Regions from separate parts of the Mus musculus genome. Here all the other regions are linked to region 3. The links are chromatin contacts, called in public HiChIP or PLAC-seq and capture Hi-C maps. All regions are on one chromosome and are shown on one strand. The core of a region is the stretch at or near the end of the contact, and the rest is flanking DNA. Distances in the headings are between cores, read along the strand shown. Region 1 overlaps Rab8a (RAB8A, member RAS oncogene family). Region 2 holds the start of Ocel1 (occludin/ELL domain containing 1). Region 3 holds the start of B3gnt3 (UDP-GlcNAc:betaGal beta-1,3-N-acetylglucosaminyltransferase 3). Region 4 holds the start of Olfr374 (olfactory receptor 374).

Evidence for each region. HiChIP or PLAC-seq counts read pairs in DNA pulled down with a chosen protein or histone mark. Capture Hi-C pulls out chosen DNA fragments and counts their contacts.
Region 1: an H3K4me3 HiChIP or PLAC-seq map of bone marrow-derived macrophages shows a contact between it and region 3, with 2.5 times the contacts expected there. The contact joins the enhancer-like site here to the promoter of B3gnt3 in region 3. A contact is called at or near these places in 7 of 39 promoter capture datasets (the 3T3-L1 cell line, the HPC-7 cell line, cranial neural crest and 4 more), 4 of 15 datasets of contacts at CTCF or cohesin (the NIH/3T3 cell line, embryonic stem cells, large pre-B cells and 1 more), 17 of 115 datasets of contacts at active chromatin or transcription factors (the 230-238 cell line, astrocytes, bone marrow-derived macrophages and 9 more) and 2 of 9 other capture datasets (embryonic stem cells and pancreatic islet).
Region 2: an H3K4me3 HiChIP or PLAC-seq map of bone marrow-derived macrophages shows a contact between it and region 3, with 3 times the contacts expected there. The contact joins the promoter of Ocel1 here to the promoter of B3gnt3 in region 3. A contact is called at or near these places in 1 of 39 promoter capture datasets (cranial neural crest), 2 of 115 datasets of contacts at active chromatin or transcription factors (bone marrow-derived macrophages and pancreatic cancer cells) and 3 of 9 other capture datasets (adipose tissue, liver and pancreatic islet).
Region 4: a contact with region 3 is called in a capture Hi-C map of embryonic stem cells, with 6 times the contacts expected there. The contact joins the promoter of Olfr374 here to the promoter of B3gnt3 in region 3. A contact is called at or near these places in 10 of 39 promoter capture datasets (the 3T3-L1 cell line, the C10 cell line, the HPC-7 cell line and 4 more), 2 of 15 datasets of contacts at CTCF or cohesin (large pre-B cells and pro-B cells), 4 of 484 Hi-C or Micro-C datasets (differentiating embryonic stem cells and embryonic stem cells), 4 of 115 datasets of contacts at active chromatin or transcription factors (bone marrow-derived macrophages, embryonic hindbrain, embryonic stem cells and 1 more) and 4 of 9 other capture datasets (adipose tissue, embryonic stem cells, macrophages and 1 more).

Annotation. Positions count from the first base shown.
Region 1 is chr8:72,175,961-72,178,971 of GRCm38.p6, reverse strand. Rab8a (RAB8A, member RAS oncogene family) reads right to left here. Exons shown (of 8, transcript NM_023126.2): 6 at 2,584-2,649; 7 at 1,302-1,352. Among named protein-coding and RNA genes, the nearest start is that of Hsh2d, 12 kb to the left of the region's middle. Within about 2 kb of position 1,486, at least 33 of the 459 cell types and tissues checked have an H3K27ac peak or open chromatin away from gene starts, as enhancers often do. A contact at or near this core is called in bone marrow-derived macrophages and differentiating embryonic stem cells, where this site is marked.
Region 2 is chr8:71,369,720-71,372,731 of GRCm38.p6, reverse strand. It overlaps Ocel1 (occludin/ELL domain containing 1), which reads right to left and starts at 1,434. Exons shown (of 4, transcript NM_029865.2): 1 at 747-1,434; 2 at 99-264. The coding sequence starts at 1,057. It overlaps Use1 (unconventional SNARE in the ER 1 homolog (S. cerevisiae)), which reads right to left. Exons shown (of 8, transcript NM_025917.4): 8 at 3,000-3,012.
Region 3 is chr8:71,700,112-71,703,253 of GRCm38.p6, reverse strand. B3gnt3 (UDP-GlcNAc:betaGal beta-1,3-N-acetylglucosaminyltransferase 3) reads left to right here and starts at 1,454. Exons shown (of 3, transcript NM_028189.3): 1 at 1,454-1,536.
Region 4 is chr8:72,105,216-72,108,372 of GRCm38.p6, reverse strand. Olfr374 (olfactory receptor 374) reads right to left here and starts at 1,333. Exons shown (of 2, transcript NM_146338.2): 1 at 1,203-1,333.

The sequences.
Region 1 (3,011 bases), core at 237-2,736, 480 kb before region 3:
TGCCTGCCTGGTACATAGGTTGTACAGGGAATGCTGCCGTTTAGATGTAAGCATGAAGAGATGCCACGAGTCCACCTTGTGCCTCACTGGTGGCTCAGAGCCCAGTTGAACGTGTGGGGCAGGCTGTATTTCACGCATTCTGTTGGGTGATCACACTTCAAAGAGCCTCAGGAGCCGGGCGGTGGTGGCACACGCCTTTAATCCCAGCACTTGGGAGGCAGTGACAGGTGGATTTCTGAGTTCGAGGCCAGCCTAGTTTACAAAGTGAGTTCCAGGACAGCCAGGGCTATACAGAGAAACCCTGTCTCAAAGGAAAAAAAAAAAGAGCCTCAGGACTAACCATTGTTCTCTGATCTCTAGTAACACAGGTAGGTCTGGGGAGGGTAAGAGCTTAGGGGACAGGGTCACATTGTATTCCTAGTGTCCCCAGGCTTCAGTGACATGTTAAGCTCAGTCAGGAAAGCTTTGCCTTCTTTTCTCAGCAATGGCCTGCTAGGCTTGAAAGGGTCGCAGTGATGGCTCAGTCTGAGGTTGACCCCCAGCAGACATCAGCCAGGTGTGGAGGCTGGATAGCTCACAAGTTGGAGCACCAGTGGCTTTTGCAGAGGACCTGGGCTTGATTTCCAGCACCCATGAGGTACAGCTTACAACTATCTGTGACTTCAGCTACAGGGATCCCATGCCTCTGAGGTACCAGCATACATGTGTCCTCCCTGCCCCAAAAGGGAGACTCTAAATAAAAACAAATAAACAAACAAACAAACAGATAAATAAATAAATAAGCGTTGAAGAGCTGTTTAGAGCACTGGCTGCTTTTCCAGAGGACCTGGGTTCAATTCCCAGAATGACATGGTAGTTCCTATCTGTACCTCTGTTCCTATCAGTCTCTCTGGCCTCTGAGTGCACTAATCATGCATTTGGTGCAGACATTCATGCAGGCAAAACATTCATACTATGAAAAAGCCAATAAGATAATACTGTAAAAAAACTGAACAAAGACCAAGCCAGGGTGGTGGTACTTATAATCCCAGTGTCAGGGTAGGAGAGACAGAAGGGCCCGAGGTTCACTGTCCAATCAGAGATCTTGTCTCAAAAGCTAAGGTGGGAACTGAATGAAGAGCACACTGACACTGACTTCTGGCTGCCATTTGCGCATGTACACACATGCAGACTGACACACACACACACACACACACACACACACTCTCACTAGGATGGCAGGTCTGGGCAGTGATGTGCTGTCCCAGTCAAGGGTGGCTGCATCCTACAGAACCCCACATGGAGGAAGGACTTGGACTCACCAATTTTTTGTCCATTTTTGCTTTGATATCCCTGGCAAGAGTGAAAAATGCCTGTGGAAAGAACAGGCCGTCAGCACCCTCTAGTGGTGGGAAGTTATTGGCTAGAGGGAAGGGAGGTCTGCCTCCTGTCCCCAGTCAGGCTCCCATCTGTCACCCCCTGTAGAGCACCTTGGAACAAAGGCCTTCCCCCAAACCAACAATCCTGTGAATGCGAGCAGGCATTATTCTCAGTTGGCCCTTGATGACATGAGGCTCATAGACCATGTGATTTGCCCAAAGGTATTGCGTGGTTAACTGGTTCAGAAGGGTCTGGAAGGATTATCTATCCATGGCTATGTTCTGTCCATGCCAATTCCTTTTTTTAATTTTAATTTTAGAGAGTCTAGGTTAGCCTTAGACATCTGTAGCTGAACATGACCTTAAATCTCCTGTTTCTTCTGCCTCCACCTCCAAAGTACTGGGACAACAGGCATCACTATCAAGCCTGGTTCCTCCTCTCTTTAAAGAACAGCTACAAATTCCAGTTTGCAAATGACTGCTGTCCCATGGAGGGGACAATCTGAGGTAGGTTGGATTTAGCATCTCCATGCAGTGTTGGAGACCTGGAAAGTGGGGCCAGGGGAGAGTGCATGGAGATGGGCTGGCCTGGACAGGGGAACAAGAATCTGATGGCAGGAAAGGAGTGTAGCAAAGGCTGGGGAGGGCAGGCCCAAGTGGCTTATGGGAGGAGTAGGAGTGAAGGGAATTGAACAGGACAAAGGCCTTGGCCACCGTCCTCTGGGTACTTTGTGGAGTGATGTGAGCGATTTAGCCCCCGCCCCCAGTCTTGATGTGTAGCCCAGGCTGGTCTCAGCAATCCTGCCTCAGCCTCCTGAGTGCTGAGATTACAGGTAGCTCTGCAGGTCTGTTTTTGAGTGTCACTAGGGCTGTGTGAGAAAAGCTGAGGGCCAGGTGCCAGGCTGGCACTGCCTTGGGGACAACATAAGGATGAGGGCACAGCACTGGGACCTGGATCCTCACTGGGGATGTGAATTAATAGTGTGGCTGAGAGGAACACAGCTGGGTGTAGGTAGTGGGTACTAGGTACTGGAATCTGAGCTTTGATTTCCCTCATTTGCTGAGCTAGTGAGACTGTGTCTTGAGTGCCTGACAGAGGGCATCCTGAGCCAGAGGCCAATCCCTCTGGATACTCCAGGCTGAATCTCCCAAAGGAAAGCCCCTCCAGCCCTGGAGCACTGATCCCACAAGCCCATGGCTCCCTGCAGGATCTGACTGGACTCACATTCTCCACATTGATGTTGGCCTTTGCACTGGTCTCCATGAACTTGATCCCATAGTCGAGTGCCAGCTGTAATGAAGGCGACACATGAACACAGTGTGGACTCCCATTGTTTCCTAAGGAATGGAAACTGGGATGGGCTGCTACCATACTCAAGCTAAGGGTGTTACCTTCACTGTGTGATGGTACTGCACACCACGTGGGGAGGGTGCAGAGGAGAGGAATGTGGCATAGCCTAAGCCAGCTCTGTTCCCTGCTGTGATGCCAGCTGTGCCTGGCCTTGCTTGGTTCTGGTGACAAGATAAGAGTTCACTGCCAAGCTCTCATTGCTAGCCACGAGGAAGCTCTGTCTTGCCTAGGGTTATCACCTCACAAGGATCTCTCTATCTCAGGCAAGTCAGGATGGCAAAAAGACTAGGAAGAAGCACCCA
Region 2 (3,012 bases), core at 185-2,684, 330 kb after region 3:
GAAGGGGCTCAGAAGGGCCACCATGACCCTGACAGCATGCCACCCAGTAGAAGCTGCACAGCCGCAGGAAGCTGGGGCACAGGAGTTCCTGGGCTGACCTGGCTTCGTGGCGGGGGCAGCGACAGCAGCAGGGCCTCCAGTTGCTGGAGCTTAGCCTGTGTGGCCCCCACCTCCCGCTGGAGCTCCGAGAACTCGCCATACTGGTCCTGGAACACTGCGGCATAGCGGCTCCGGTCCCTTCTGTTGGTCACTGGTGGGTACTTACTACCAGGTTGGAAGGGGTCAGTCAGTGTATAAGTAGAGGGAAATCTGTCTTTCCACCCATCATGGCAATTGGCTTTTCTTCTTCTTTTCTTTTGGTTTTTTTGAGACAGGGTTTCTCTGTGTAGCCCTGGCTGTCCTGGAACTTACTCTATAGACTAGGCTGGCCTCGAACTCAGAAATCCGCCTGCCTCTGCCTCCCAAGTGCTGGGATTACAGGCGTGTGTCACCACTGCTAGGCCCGGCAATTGGCTTTCCTTTGCCAGTGCTGACCACCAAATCAAAATGCCTTCTACCACCAATTCCGTTTCCTAATTTCATAAACTCTTATTCGCCCATCAAAACCCCAGCCTCAATGCCCCTTTCTGTTTCCCAGGCATTAAGAAGCTCTGAGGGAACGTGGGTATGATGAATTCAGGAGACTAAGGTAGGGGCTATCTTGGACTAGACGACCAGACCTGGTCTTACAACGAGTGGGCACTCACAGCTCGTAGTCAGGTACTGGGTTGAGGCGGGGTCCCAGATCTCTGGGATGCTTCTCAGGGTGCAGTGGCTCCCGGGGGCGCAGCTCATCCGCAAACACGATCTTCCGGGGCCTCACGCAGAGCTCTCCCGGCCCGGGCTGGCTCTGCGGCCGTCTGGAGCGCGGACGCTCCGGGGCAGGCATGCGTGGGGCTGCAGCTCTCTGGCGCCCCCTGGCGGCAGGGCGCGAATTGCAAGTGGCTTCCGGGCCTGAGAGCCTGGCCAGAGGACCCCGCCGGCCGCGCCTGGAGGCGGGACCTGCATGTATTTGCATACGCGAGCGCGGTTGGCTGGCCGCGCAACCCAGAGTGCGGATCCCGGAAAGGGGCACTGACGAGGCGCCGCGACGTCACCGCGGCGTCATGCTCGAGAGTGGCTGGCGGTGCAGCGCGGGCCCCGCCCCATTCTTGAAACCGGAAGAGCGCAAAGCAGCGGAGGGCGACTGGGGTCCGAGTCGAGACGACCCCTTCGCCTCTTGCCTCGCGGGGTTACGGCCCACAAAGCTTCCAGCCCCCGCCCGCCTGTGGTTATCCGAGGATCCCACTCGGTGTCACCTGTCCCAGAGCCCCGTCTGGCCCTGCCGCCGGGAACGCAGCTGTGCAGGAACTGCGGGTGGAGCCGTTGGCACGGGCGCTCGGCCGCTAGGGCGGGGCTCTCAGGGTGGGCGGAGCCTGCGGCGCGTGTTCCTCTCTGGGTTGGAATCAGCCCTTCACTATGCTGTTTGGCCTATTCATTTACCCCAGTCTATTGGGAAAATAAGGTAGTTTTTTTTTTTTCTTTTCTTTCTGCTTTTTTTTTTTTGTTTACCAATTTATTTTTTTCTTTAGCAATTGTATTATTTTTGTGTGTGTGTGACCTTGTACATACTCAGAGACCAATACAGGTCGTTGAGTGTCGTACAGCCCTACTTTTTTTTTTTTGACAGTTTCTCCGAAACCTGATGGTCCCTGTTTAGGTATTCTGGCTGGCCAGCGGGCTCCAGGTAGATCTGCTTGTATCTCCCTCCTAGCACTGGGTTGATAGGTTCCTGCTCCCCACCTCTGCCATTTTACAAGAGTACTAGGGGTTGGAACCTAGATCTGCATACTTGAGTCACACTCTTACACTGAGTCATCTCCCTAGACCCTAAGAAGTGACGTTTATTATGCTAACTATGTGTGTGTGCATGTCAGACTCCCTGAAGTTACCATTACAGTTAATATATTTATTTTTAAAGATTTATTTCATGTATATGAGAATATTGTAGCTGTACAGATGGTTGTGAGCCATCATGTGGTTGCTGGGATTTAACTGATGACCTCCGGAAGAACAGTCGGTGCTCTTATCCACTGAGCCATCTTTCCAGCCTATCTATCTATATTTATATACACACACACACACATATATATGTATATATATTTTTTTTTGGTTTTTCGAGACAGGGTTTCTCTGTGTAGCCCTGGCTGTCCTCACTTTGTAGACCAGGCTGACCTTAAACTCAGAAATCTGCCTTCCTCTGCCTCTCAAGTGCTGGGATTAAAGGCATGCACCACTACTCCCGGCCCAAATATATTTATTAGTTTTTAATTTTGTTTTTGTTGTTGTTTTTTGTTTGTTTGTTTGAGACAGGGTTTCTCTGTATAGCCCTGGCTGTCCTGGAACTCACGCTGTAGACCAGGCTGGCCTTGAACTCAGAAATCTACCTGCCTCTGCCTCCCAAGTGCTGGGATTAAAGGCGTGCGCCACCAGTGCCTGGCTAAATATAGTTTTTGATTGGCTTTTTTGTCCCTAACTCTTACTGCTTATTTTGCTCATGCTCTGGGGTGGAACTCAGGCTGTCAGGCTTTGTGGCAAGTGTCTTTACCAACTGAGCCGCCTGACAAGCCTTTCTTGTGCTATTTTTGGAAGATGGAGTCAAGGTCCCACTATGTGGCCCTGTCTGGCCTATAATTTTCTGTGTATACCAGGCTGGCCCTAAACTCAGTCTGCCTCCCTAGGGAGGGGATCTGCGTGGCCACTGCTCTCCCAGGCAGGTTTTAACTTTTCTTCCTGTTTTTGAGACTTGGTTTTGTTGTGTATTGTAGGCTGCCCTACGCCTTTGGAGCAGAGTGGCCAGGTGAAGGGCTGTAGGCTGACTTCAGGATAGAGGTGTCCTGGCTGGCACCACCCTGCAGCCCAGGCACCCCCTGCAACACACACACACACACACACACACTGCTAGCACTGAAGACATGTGGGTTGGTGTGCAGG
Region 3 (3,142 bases), core at 205-2,704:
AGGCAGGGCAGCTTTGAAAACACAGGAGTCCTTTTTCTCTGGCCTGGCTTCCCTCACCAGGCCTCCCAGAGCCAGGGAGATAGGTGCTTATCTCAGGAGGGTGAGTCCCAGCAGCTGGGGCAGAGCCTTGGGTGGGGTGTCCTTGCCTGTTTATAATGCCATTGCCGTTTTCACCGAAGTGACTCCAAAACCTCAACTATGCAGTGAGTGAACATTTGTCAGGCAGGTCCAGGCTGAGTCACCTGCATTCTGAGCAGGAGCCAGAAGAGGTGTTTTCTGTGGCAGGGAGCTGGAGTGAGTGGCAGTTAACATGGCCCCCGGCAGCCTTACCTGCTGCATTGCCAGAACATGGTTGCCCCCACAAGATCATCCCTCCCGCCCCTGACCTGCTCCTTGTCTGTGGATTTTTCTGCCGTGTGACACAGGTGGGACGTTTGTACTAGCTGCTGTCACTCAACAGCAGGGCCTCTTCAATCATTTTTATGGTTCACTAATATCCCAGTGCCCGTGAATAGGGCTGCTGTGACCTCTGGGTGCACTCAGGGAAGGATTACCACGTCAAGGGACAATCCTGGAGCTCTGCCCACTGTGTACTGGTCCAGGGAGCCAGTGTCAGGAGGACTCAGTTTCCGGTTTAGGAGCTTACTTCTCCCTCCAGCAGGCTACTAGGGCCTGGGACTCAGAGTTAAGACCACCAAGTTTTTGAGGTAACTTCTGAGGAAGGGCGTGGTTGGGGACGCTCCTAGGAGATTTACACCTGATCCTGGCATTTAGGAGTTGGAGGGCCTACCAACAGGTTTTAAGGTCCTGGGATCTTCTAAGTCTCTGAGCTCACTCTCCTCCAGGCTGAATGTTTCCTCAGGAGAAGAGGGAGGAGGGGGGGCAGCTGCAGCATTGGCTGAGCTGGGGGGCTGGGAGGGAGGCAAGAGGCTACAGCAGGGGCTGAAATGAGGAAGGAGGGCGGAGGTTGAAGCCTGGGCTGAGCTGTGGGAGAGGCGCTGCAGTAGGGGACAGACAGACAGACTTGCTCAGGACAGGGGAGCTCCTGCTCCCTCTCGTGGCGTGGAAGAGGAAGATGGGGCTCTAAATGAAGGAGGGGTTGGAGGGAGTTAGACTCCCAGGGGAGGGGTAGGACTGGAGGAGGAAGAGGTCAGGTTGGGAATAGAGGTCCACTGGAGGAGGTGGGGGTTAGGGATAAAAGTGAATGGGCATGGCCAAGAAAGAGGGAAGGAGGGTGGAGACGTGGACCTTCTCGGGTAAATCTGGACGCAGGGTGGCGCCTAGAGGGAGGGGAAGGGCCAAAGTCCAGGTAGAAAGACAGGTGGGGAAGAACATGACCACAGTGAAGAACAGGACGGGGAGGGGCAAGGGAAAGGAACTAGACGGGGGGGGGGGGGGGGTGAGGGCGGAAGGAGGGAGACTTTCTCCTTGGCTACTAGGAAGCTCGACTCACTGGAGGGAGGAGCGGGAAAGGGAGAACAGGGAAGAAGCGGAGGAAGGCGAGTAGCCAAGAGCCAGCTCAAGGCGGTCGCCCAGGTAAACAGTGTGGCCTCCGGGGTTGTCTGGAGCCCGCGATCGCAGTGAGTGCCAGGGTCTCGGGTGGGGTGGTGCGAAGTTGAAATCTGTGGCGCTTTCTAGCTGCACCGTGCTGAAGATGCTCCGCAGCCCCGGCCATACTCCTGGGCTCCGGGTCTCTTAGACGCCGCGAAGTAGCCCCGCTACTTTCCAGGATCAGAAGCCCGCGTTTTCCCCAGTGTCTGCACAGCCGGGTGGCCTCGGCTCTGACTCGGTTTCCCCTGTTCGAGTTTGTGAAACTTTCCCTGTATGGGAGTTAGGCTGTGGTGAAGTAAACTGCGAGGCGTGGTGGTGGCAGCATAGTTAAATTGATAGTCTGTATTGCTAACCGAGGTTCTGACGCTTTGGGGTAAATTTCCCATTCTTTTCTTTTTTCTCCTTTTTTTTCTGAGACTGTCTTTGAACAGTCTACCTTCCTCCTGAGTGCTTGGTCTCGGGTCCCCACTTTCACTTTCTCATCCTGGCCTGTCACACTCTGTGGAGTCAGGAGGAGAAGGTGCGGCCGCTTAGGGGACATTAGTTGGTGCCCATCTGGTCAGTGTTTGCGCAGCCAGCCCAGGCCGGATCCCTTCCCCTGGGCGTGGCGTTTCCCCTCAATAGCTGAGATTGCGAAGATCCTGTAGGGGCCCCAGGAGACTACTCTGCTGCCCCCTCCGAGGTCTGGAACCCCGCGGACTTTTGTTCCCTGTCCTGCGTGGAGGGGCGCTGGAGGCAGAAGTGGGTGCCTGGTCCAAGTCCCTGTGCTAAGCTGATCCCCTGCCTCGGGTCCCCTCAGGAGGCGCTAACAGCCCAGCAAGGGTGGGGCTGGGGCCGGCGTGTTTACTTTACTCTTGATTACAGGGATCTTGTGTCTGTGACATTTTATCTTGATTGTAAAAATTAAAGAGGTTATTGTAATCCTGGTGTAAACGTCACCGGAAGAGGGACGAGAGAATGGGACCCGCTTAGAGGGTAGGGATCTAGGGTGACCCCAGACGCCAGGCCTATGAGGCTGCTCTGCTAATTGGAAGGGCAAGGAAATGGCCAGCACCTTCCCAGCCTCCGTTTCCTTGTCTGGGAAGTGGGCCGGGCTGGGCTTTCTTTCCCGGTTGGGGGTGGGGGGCTGGGGGACGCTGTGTAGCCTCGGAGAAGCTGTGTGAAGGCAGGGCGTTACCTCCGGAAAGCTGGGGTGTGAAAGCAGGGCCATCAAGACCTGGGCCTCCGAAGCTTTATCTTTATAGGAACTCTCTTTTTGTCGGTAAAATTCCAAGTTCCTCGTAAAAAGAAAATTGCCCAGGGTTAAGGAGCTAGTACAAACCTGAACGGAGCTGCCATGGGGTCAGTTGATCAGCTCGTCCTACCCAGCTAAGCGCTGGGTGACCCCGGGCTCAGGGTCACAGGGACAAACACCAACCTGGGGACCCCACGTCCAGCTGGGACGCACAGAAGGAACTGTCCCTGAAGCACCCAGCATCCTCCGCATCCCTCACTCTGGGAGAATGATCCAGAACGTCTGAGCGTGTCAGTATCCACCCTGATGCCTCTTTGAGCACGTGTCATTCCTCTACCTCAGTAGCCTTCTGAAGGC
Region 4 (3,157 bases), core at 84-2,583, 410 kb before region 3:
CTCACACACACACACACACACACACACACATTTCAGATCCTAACGCCATTCTTTGCTCAAGGCCACTGACCCAAGGTCCTTAACTCCTCTTAGGTGTCCTGATTCTTGCTGGGCTTGTTCAGGTCCCTACAGGTGACGTCAAGCCTATCTCCATGTTTGGCCTGATTCTGGGTCCCCTGGCTCAGCCTCAGCCCACTGAAGTCACATCTCTCAAGGCAGGGCACTGGGTGGACAGTGGCAGGACCGTAGCTGTTGAAGGGTCCTGACCATCCTGTCTGCCCCTTATCTCTCTCTCTCTTCTTCTTCTCCCTTCTCATTCTTTCTTCCTCTTCCTCTTCCCCTCCTCTTCCTCCTTTTTTCACTTTTAAATTATTATTATTATTATTTGCTGAATACAGGGACTCTGCTGGCATGTGCTTGCTTTTCTACTGTGCCACACCCTTAGCCTTTGCTTTTGGGAATGGAGTCTCACTCTATAGCCATCCTGCCTCAGCATCCTATATATTGGGATGACAGGCATGGATGTCCACACCCAGGCTTCCTCCTCCCGTTGCCTCTCAGCTTGTCCCTTCATTGGTGTCCTTGGTACCAGGATTAATCTCTATAGTGTGCCTGGTCAAGGCGAGAGGGAGCTGCCTCTGTGCTGTAGAAAATCTTGCACTGGCTCCCTGTGCGCCTGGCTCCGGGTGAGCTGCTGCTAATAGCTGGTAGCTAGTGTCCATGAGAAGCTCCTTACAAAGAGTGGGTGGAGGCCCCTGCATCACACTCAGCATTCCAGGTAAGGCTTTTATCTCCATTCATACACAAGGGGACTCAGGAAATTATCAATGGCCCCATACTTCACAATCTGTCTTGTTCCAAACCTCTTAATACCATACTATACAAGCTGAGCATGGTGGGCTCATCTGCCACGCCAACACTCAGAAAGCTGAAGCAGGAGGATGACAAGCTCCAGAATAGCCAGGGCTACATACGACCTTGTTTCAGAAGCAACCCTGACACGCAGGACCCAGATACTCACTACTTGGCAGAACTGCCCATTTTCTTGCATCTTTTTTTTTTTTTTTAAATAGACACAACTTAAGTGAGACCCAGAAAGGCAAAGCCACTTGTCCCAGGTCACACAGTAGGCTTGGCTATACCCTCCAGGCTCACTGCCTGGTGTGGCCCCCTTACTCCCCCCAACCCCCGACTTTACTCACCTATGGAAGGTTTGCTTCTGGCCTTGGGATGCTTGGTGGGAGGTAAGCCAGCTCTTCTTGGGAAAAGCTCCTGGACAGAGTGTGACGCGTGAGGCAGTTTTCTGTCCCTACAAAAGTCTGTGCAAGGCCTTGGCAGAGCACAGCTTACCCTCTGTCCTCATTGCCTGGCTTGTTCCCCAGGGTCTTGTTAGGATCAACTGGTTAATTGTTCTGTGTTCTGTCCCTATCAAGCCAGCTTCTTAGGGGCCAAGGGCACTGTACTTCCTGCCCAGGTTTTCCCTCCACACCTTTGGTGCCAGTGTCTCTAGGATTCTTTGGGGATCCCTTGAAAAGCATGGTTTGGTGGAATTCTCTTGACACTATTAGACCTGCTCAAACCCTGAGATAGCGTTGAGGCTTCCTACTGCTCCCTAAGGGAAATAGACCCTTCATATAGATTATTTATTAACTTTTTTGGGGTGAAGGACACAAAGGCTGTAGCAGATATGATTTCTGTTTTGTCCATATGTGTTCAGGTATGCAGCATTTTCATATCATTCAGTGACGCAGGAATGGAGCCCCACGAGGAAAGGCTACACTAGTCCTCTTAGTCTGACCCCATTCTTTTGAAAGCTGCTTCCCTGACTCACTTCTAAAGCAGCAGCAGTTGGCTCTTTTCCTTCCTTGAGGGGTGCACCCCAACCTCATGTGGGGTCCCGTTCCCACCTGAGGACCTAGCTTTGTCTATAACCACTGTCAGCCTCCCTTTCCCTTCTAAGCCACGCTTTCTGAGGTCCCAGTTTTCTGGCTGGAGTCCCTCCATATCTCCCGCAAGCTTGCCAAGCTCTCTGTTCATCGCAAGCCCCTTCTCCAGGACCCATTTTCCTGGTTCTGGGCCCTCTGTCAACCTGACCTGTGGGCGTTTGCTGTGGCTCCTTGAGCTCACCCCTGCAGTTTCTCACGAAGTCTTGGGGCTGAGCTTTCTCTGCTGTCTTAGCACTGCTGTCAGGGACTGGGGGTCTGGAGCTGGCAGGAGAGGGGCTGTTGCTGAAGTGGACAGGCCACTGCTCTCATGTTTTCCCGGTGGAACACAGGAGCTTTCGGCTGGATGTGCTGTCACTTGAACACTGTGTGTCCTACTCAAAACCACAGTGGACCTTAACCCAATATGAACTGGTGAGGATACCCCAAGAATGCCTAGCATACAAGAGGTGCTGGGTTCCAGCTCCAGTGTCAGAGAGGGGAGGGAGAGGGGCTGGGGAAGGGAGGAGAGAGGGATAAATTGGAGAGACAGCTCAGTGGGTAAGAATTTTCTGCTCTTGCAGAGGGTCTGAATTCAGTTCCCAGCTCTGGTGGTTCACAACTGCCTATAAACCCTTGTTCTTGCTCTGCACTTGGAGAGCACTGCATACACTTGCACAAGCCCCAACCCCACAGACAAACACACAGACACAGATGTGAAAATAAAACAACTCTTTGTTTTTTTGCTTTTCGAGGCAGAGTTTTCTGTTTAGCTGTGGATCTGCCTGCCTCTGCCTCCAGAGTGCAGCACAAGTCTTTTTTAAAGACTTTGTGCATTAGAGCAGCTAGACATGGCAGTGCACTGAGATCTGGAGGCCTGCCTGTCCCCACTGTGTGGAGACACCAACAGTTGAAGAGAATCTAGAGCATGCTAGGGGCCTGACTTTTCAGCACTCTCATGAATTTTAATTTTGTCGCATGCTTTGATGTTGTGAAACACTGAATTGCTTGGCTTTAAACCTTTCCCTCTGGGTGTCCAGAGTTTTGGACCTTCAGGTATCACCCCTGGGTCTGAGCCTCAGCTCTCAGCTGCGAGGCTTGGAGGGGGCACAGCGCCTCTTAGCGGCCTCAGGGAGAAGCACAGCACAGAGCACTGCTGCTTCAACCTTGGAAGGCACCTACTCCCCTCTATTGGCTCCTTCTTTTTCATCTTCCCTCCTCTCTCCCCCTTCCCT